Regions from separate parts of the Rattus norvegicus genome. Here region 1 is linked to region 2. Evidence: chromatin contacts called from public Hi-C data. All regions are on one chromosome and are shown on one strand. The core of a region is the stretch at or near the end of the contact, and the rest is flanking DNA. Distances in the headings are between cores, read along the strand shown. Region 1 holds the start of Zfp536 (zinc finger protein 536). Region 2 overlaps Zfp536 (zinc finger protein 536).

Region 1 (2,784 bases), core at 219-2,718, 150 kb after region 2:
TCGCTCCAGCCTTGGGCTGGGCTGAGGATGAGACCCCCCCCCCTCCCCGCGCCCGCAAAAAAAAAAAAAAAATCTTGCTTTTCCCAGGACCACCCCCCAGTGGCCCCCTCTCCTGGATGCTACCCCACTCCCCCGCCACCCCCCTCACACACACTCCGCCGCACTCCTCCACTCTGATTGGCCTCGCGTTTCCAGCTCGGGACTGGCCGGCTCATTTCCCTCCATAACCTGTTACTTATTTATTTATTTCTGTGTCTCAGGCCCCCGCGGGCCCCCGGGACCTGGGCCGGACTGGGGCAGGTGCTGAGGGCGGCGCACACGTGTGCCGGTGCCTCTAAGGTCTCGGGGTCCCGGGATCGCCCCCCAGGCACCTCGCAGGGCCTTGCCCGGCTCTTAGGACGCAGGAAGCCGATGCAAACACAAAATGGCAGGTCTTGGCCGCTCTCTACAACCGCAAGTTAGGCACCCCGTAAGCATCAGCTAACTTTGATTTTTAAAAATAAAATAATTGCCAATTACCCCCTGATTCCCAGGTAGTGCAGATCGCACCACGCACGATGGCGGGGCGGGGGAGGCGAAGGTAGCCGGGGACCGCCCCCCCCCCCCAGCCCCGGCACTGGAGCAAACGGGTAAAGTCGCTGGAGAAGTTTCCGCCGCGCAGCCTCCCCTCTCTCTTGGCTCCCCCGGCCCCCGACCCTACGGAAAGTTTCCCGGCTGCGAGCAGAGGCCGGGAGCGCAGGAGGGAGGCGCGGGCCAGGCCGTGTGGACGCCGGATCCCACTGGGGCTCTGAGCGCTCGGCCCTCGGGACTCCCTTTCAAAGTAACGGTCCCGGGACTGCGGCTGCGGTGGGGAGGCGGCGGCCGGGGCGCGGGTCCCGCTCTCCGCCGAAGTTCTCCAGCGCCATTCGATGCCGGGTGGCCGCCTCTACTCGGTTTTCCTCCTCCTGTTTTTTTTTTCTTTTTTCCACATACCCCCCCCCTTTCCTCTTAACCCCCGCTGACAGCTTCTCTCTCCAACGTCACAGCCACGGATATTTAATTAGACCATATTTTTTAATCGCGATGGGGTGAGAAGCAACCGGGTTACAGGCCTCGCCTGGTGGGGGGAGGGGGAGGGGAAAAGGGGGGTAGAGAACCACGCCAAGTGTCCAAACTCACTTTGCCACCTCCCAGAGATCAGGGCCGCCCCCACCACCACCTGGCACCCGCGCGCCCCTCCACTCCGCCGCCCCCACCCCCAACCCCGGCCTCCCCACCACCTTTGTTTGCCTTACCTTAAAACATTAAACGCGGGCGTCGGGAGCAAACTCGGGCACGTAAACCGAGCGTTGTAAAAGATTGTGTTCAATGAATAATGAAACATGTCCACATGATTGACTTGATCATTTTCCGGGGCTGAGGGGGGACGGGCGCCCAGCTCGCGCGCCTCAGTCGCCCACTCGCCAGAGCCCGGCCAACTGCTCTCAGCCTAGCCTGAGCAGGGCAGGCTCGCTTTTCATCAACCTCATTTCAGAATCGCCCCGTTCATTGATACTCATCATCCAACCCCAGCAGACATCCCATCCCCTGCTCGGCCTCCCCCTATCTGGTAGGTGAAATGCATTGTACCATTAAAAAGGATCTCCATTGTCGCCCTGGCGTAATTCACAGCAACTAGATAGGTCTTTCAGCATTTAGCTTTGATGAGCCGGAGACTGAACCCTTGATATAATAATCTACAAAGAATGGTGTGTGGTCGTCCATTTTTTCTCTCTGTCTAGCAACTAAGAAACCATTTAACACAGCGCAGCTTGCTTCTGACCTTGAGCTCATGTAAACACACTTATTAAAATCTATCTATTCTCCAAGAGCTACATTCTGATTGTCAGACTCGTTACGGAGACATACATCAGCCCCTTCGCTTGTCACTACTTTGCATTCCTGCCTTTAACTAAAGAATTTTTTATCCAGCCGAGAGGCAGAGAGCGATTGCCACGGAAAGAGAGGAGAGAGAGAGAGAGAGAGAGAGAGAGAGAGAGAGGGAGAGAGAGAGACGCGGAAAGGGAGAGAGGAAAACGCGTAATTCTTACCTGCTCCTCAAACTATTTAAAGTCTGTTTCTTTTCTGGGGTGAAAAAAAAACTCCCGGGTGAATCTCGGTGGACAGCGGGACGTGGAGAATCAGTCACAGCCCGGGCGTTTAAGGGAGTCATCAGCGATCAAATGACGTTGATCCGCGCTGTAACCTTGTGGCGTATTTAATGTAAATAAGGCCGTTATGTTGCCAATCGCCGCGATACAAACACCGAGAGGTCCTCAGCCTCGCCTCCCGCGCCTGCCATTAGAGGCGACTTTATTTACAGACACTATTTAGGAGATCATGATAATTCTAAAACAATACTAGTGCCAAATGATTATGAAAATATGATTTTAATTAATCACGTAGTAGGCAAGGAAATTAGCATACGGTAATTAAACTTCGAGAAAAACGTCATGCAGGTTCTCTGCCTTATGGGTCCAGAATAATCATCGCGGTGGGCTCCGAGACTTAATTACGAAACAAAATAACTTTTTTAAAGGCAACTTTGCAAGGCTGGTCCTCCAGGCGAACGTTTGGGTAAATAATACAAGCCGAGGTAACAAAGTGGGGGTTTCAGTGGTGCCGAGGAAGCGGGGAAAGATGGGGGGGAAGCCGAATAATGCAATTACGAATGCTCTGTCCTAGAGTTGACAAAAGCTGGTGCCTCAAAAGCCTCTTTGTTATGGGATTATATAATGATCCTGGTGTCATTATGGGTGGGGAAAA
Region 2 (2,700 bases), core at 182-2,681:
GTCAGAGGAGCATGCGAGATGCGCGGTGGGGGGCCATAAGGAAGTGCAGCTGAGAGTGACTGCCAAAGGGCGTTGGGTGGGCATGGTGGTCCCTGGGGGCCTTCTAAGGAAGGAGCAGCTGACTCGCCCGGAGTTAGCTGCCTTTACAGTTTACATTATGGCAGGTTGTGCTTTCCAAAACTTCTGTCAGTCATAGTCAAAAATGGCCTGAAAATATTGAATGGAAAATTCCAGGGGCAGGCAATTTGTAAGTTATAAGTCACCTCTCAATTGTTTCATGCTGCTGTGTCCTATCCCCCCTGTGTGTGTACCCCCACCCCCACCCCGTGCTGTGACTAGCATATTCACCCCCTTACATGCTGTCCAGCCATCTTCAGGCTCCAGCTGTGCCTAAACTTTTGGAACTAAACTTCATAGTAAAGGCACTCATATAGAAAGCTGACATTTTGTGGCTTAGGGGCATATCCATTGGGTGGGGGCTATCAATAAATTCTCCATAGGTCAAGGGGGCTGTTGTTGTAAGGCTGCCCCAACTCTTGACTCTGATCAATTTTGTTTTCTTAGCACTGGTCCTGCTCAACCACTGTCAAGAACAAAAGAGCACTCCCAATGGCCAACCTGAACACCTTGAAGGTGCTAACAAGTGTCTAAGGCAGAACCGGGACGATCTGGCCCTTCACAGTCTCCTCCTCTCCTGGCCAGAGATGGGTAAATGGCATACAGTAGGCAGATGGGAGATCCCCACAGCTCCTGAAATTGGACCCGTTTGAAGTGTAGAATCAAACAGAAACCACAAAGATGAGCCCCCAGACCTGAGGAGACACAGCAGAGATGTGCTTGGTGGCCAAGAGCCACCTCGGTAGTCCACGAAGAAGTATGTATGGGGTGGGGGATATCGAGAGTGTCCAAGTTGTGACTCAGGGGCACGTGGCACTTGGTTCTCACTTAGCAACAACTGGCCTTCAAAGAGACAATTGAACACCACAGAGCAACTAAAAGGAGAAGAGTATGGTACCACCTGGCATGTGCATGATCCCACAGACATACTTCCATTCATGTGTCACTCACAACATACATGCAGGTCTCTCCTAGGCTACCCACAATAACAAACCTCATAAAATAAATATGTAGGGGAGTCCTGTGCAGACCATTAACCTCAACTGCACAGGGGCGCGCGCGCGCACACACACACACACACACACACACACACACACACACACACACCTACATCTCTGTAGGCCACCCATGCAAATGCACAGGATGCCAGCACTCAGGAGCACACACCAGCAGGCACAGGGACAGATGCTCCTTCTATTCTCCCTGGCACCCACACCGGTGTGTAAATTCACACACTGTCACACTATAAGCACATGCGCTCTGTCACACCGGTCTTGCTCTTGAACATCCCACCCAGGCCATCTAAGGAGCGAGTTCCAGGAGAAGGTGACAGGAGGGCACAAGGCCAGGCAGTGTGGAACCGGGAGGGACACGCAGTGCAGCGGTGCTGCGAGCAGGTAGCTGGGAGCCCCGCGGTGATTACTATGCACCAGCAGCTGTCTCGGCGCGGTGACGGCGCCTCTAATTGATCTCATTATCTCCCCCTCCGTAAGGTGAAGTGCGGCCGCTCGGCGGGGCCCGGGCGCGGGCTGGGGCTGGCTGGCAGGCGGCGGGGCGGGCGGCGGATGAGGGCAGCATGAGATCGTGCGGCCGCCTTGCCACCGAGCGCCACCGGGAGCCACCGGGCGCCGCGCCAGCGAACGTACGCGTGTGTGTGTGTGTGTGTGTGTGTGTGTGTGTGTGTGTGTGTGTGTGTGTGTGTGTGTCTGTCTGTCTGTCTGTCTGTGTGTGTCTGTGTGTCTGTGCGTGTCTGTGTGTGTCTGTGTGTCCGTGTGCGCGCGTGAGCGCGTGTTCGTGAGAGTGCGTGTGACCCGTGAGCTGGCCTGCACACATCCCGGACAGAGGCGGCGTTTTTCTGGTCACTCCCAGAGTCTTTAGTAATTGCATGAATGCTATTATGTCTGGTTTCCCCATCATCACCTTGCTGTCTCTGCAACGGCCGCCGCGCCTACAAGTTCCCCCTCACACCCTCTCGCCGCGCCCCCCCCCCCCAAACCCAGGACACCCCGCTCCTGTTAGAACTAACAATGATCCTCAATTAACCCTGTGCCCAGGGCCGCCCGCGTGTGAATGGGGCGCTCTTCAGGCTTATGGCCGCGGAACCCCGCTGGGCCCTGGGCCAGCCTCCCTCCCCCGCAAGACCTGCAGGGGGCTCAGGGTAGCAAGGCTGCTAGCCTTGCCTGGCTCCACAACCCACCTCTCCCTGCTGAGGAGAGAGGCCAGAAACAGCCTGAGGAGTTGCAGGAGGGGGGCCAAGAGAAAAAAAAAAAGGAAACACTCAGTTTGTTGTGTTTTCTTGGGGTTTGTTTTCTTGCCAAAAAAATTACCCCCTTTGTCTTTGCGCAAAAGAGGCAGTGCGGGCACCTTCTGCTGGGCGCCGACACGGTGCCAACGCGCCTTGCTTAAGGGCGGCTTCTGTTCCTTTTCTAGCCTCCCCAGATATATTTTTAACATACAAAACACTATATTTAATTGGTTATAGATCTCCGTTCTCTTAGCACTACTGGATATCACAGAAAAACACATTAGTACAGAACAATTAGTACAGTGGCAGTAAACAACTAAGGCACTATTAAGCTGTGG

Evidence for each region. Hi-C and Micro-C count contacts between places; a contact is called where the count stands out from the background.
Region 1: a contact with region 2 is called in a Hi-C map of frontal cortex, with 2.2 times the contacts expected there. The contact joins the promoter of Zfp536 here to the enhancer-like site in region 2. A contact is called at or near these places in 1 of 12 Hi-C or Micro-C datasets (frontal cortex) and 1 of 1 datasets of contacts at active chromatin or transcription factors (oligodendrocytes).

Annotation. Positions count from the first base shown.
Region 1 is chr1:99,597,575-99,600,358 of GRCr8, forward strand. It overlaps Zfp536 (zinc finger protein 536), which reads right to left and starts at 1,469. Exons shown (of 7, transcript NM_001427135.1): 1 at 1,275-1,469.
Region 2 is chr1:99,447,855-99,450,554 of GRCr8, forward strand. The region is part of intron 3 of Zfp536 (zinc finger protein 536); the gene reads right to left. Among named protein-coding and RNA genes, the nearest start is that of Zfp536, 150 kb to the right of the region's middle. Within about 2 kb of position 1,432, at least 31 of the 93 cell types and tissues checked have an H3K27ac peak or open chromatin away from gene starts, as enhancers often do.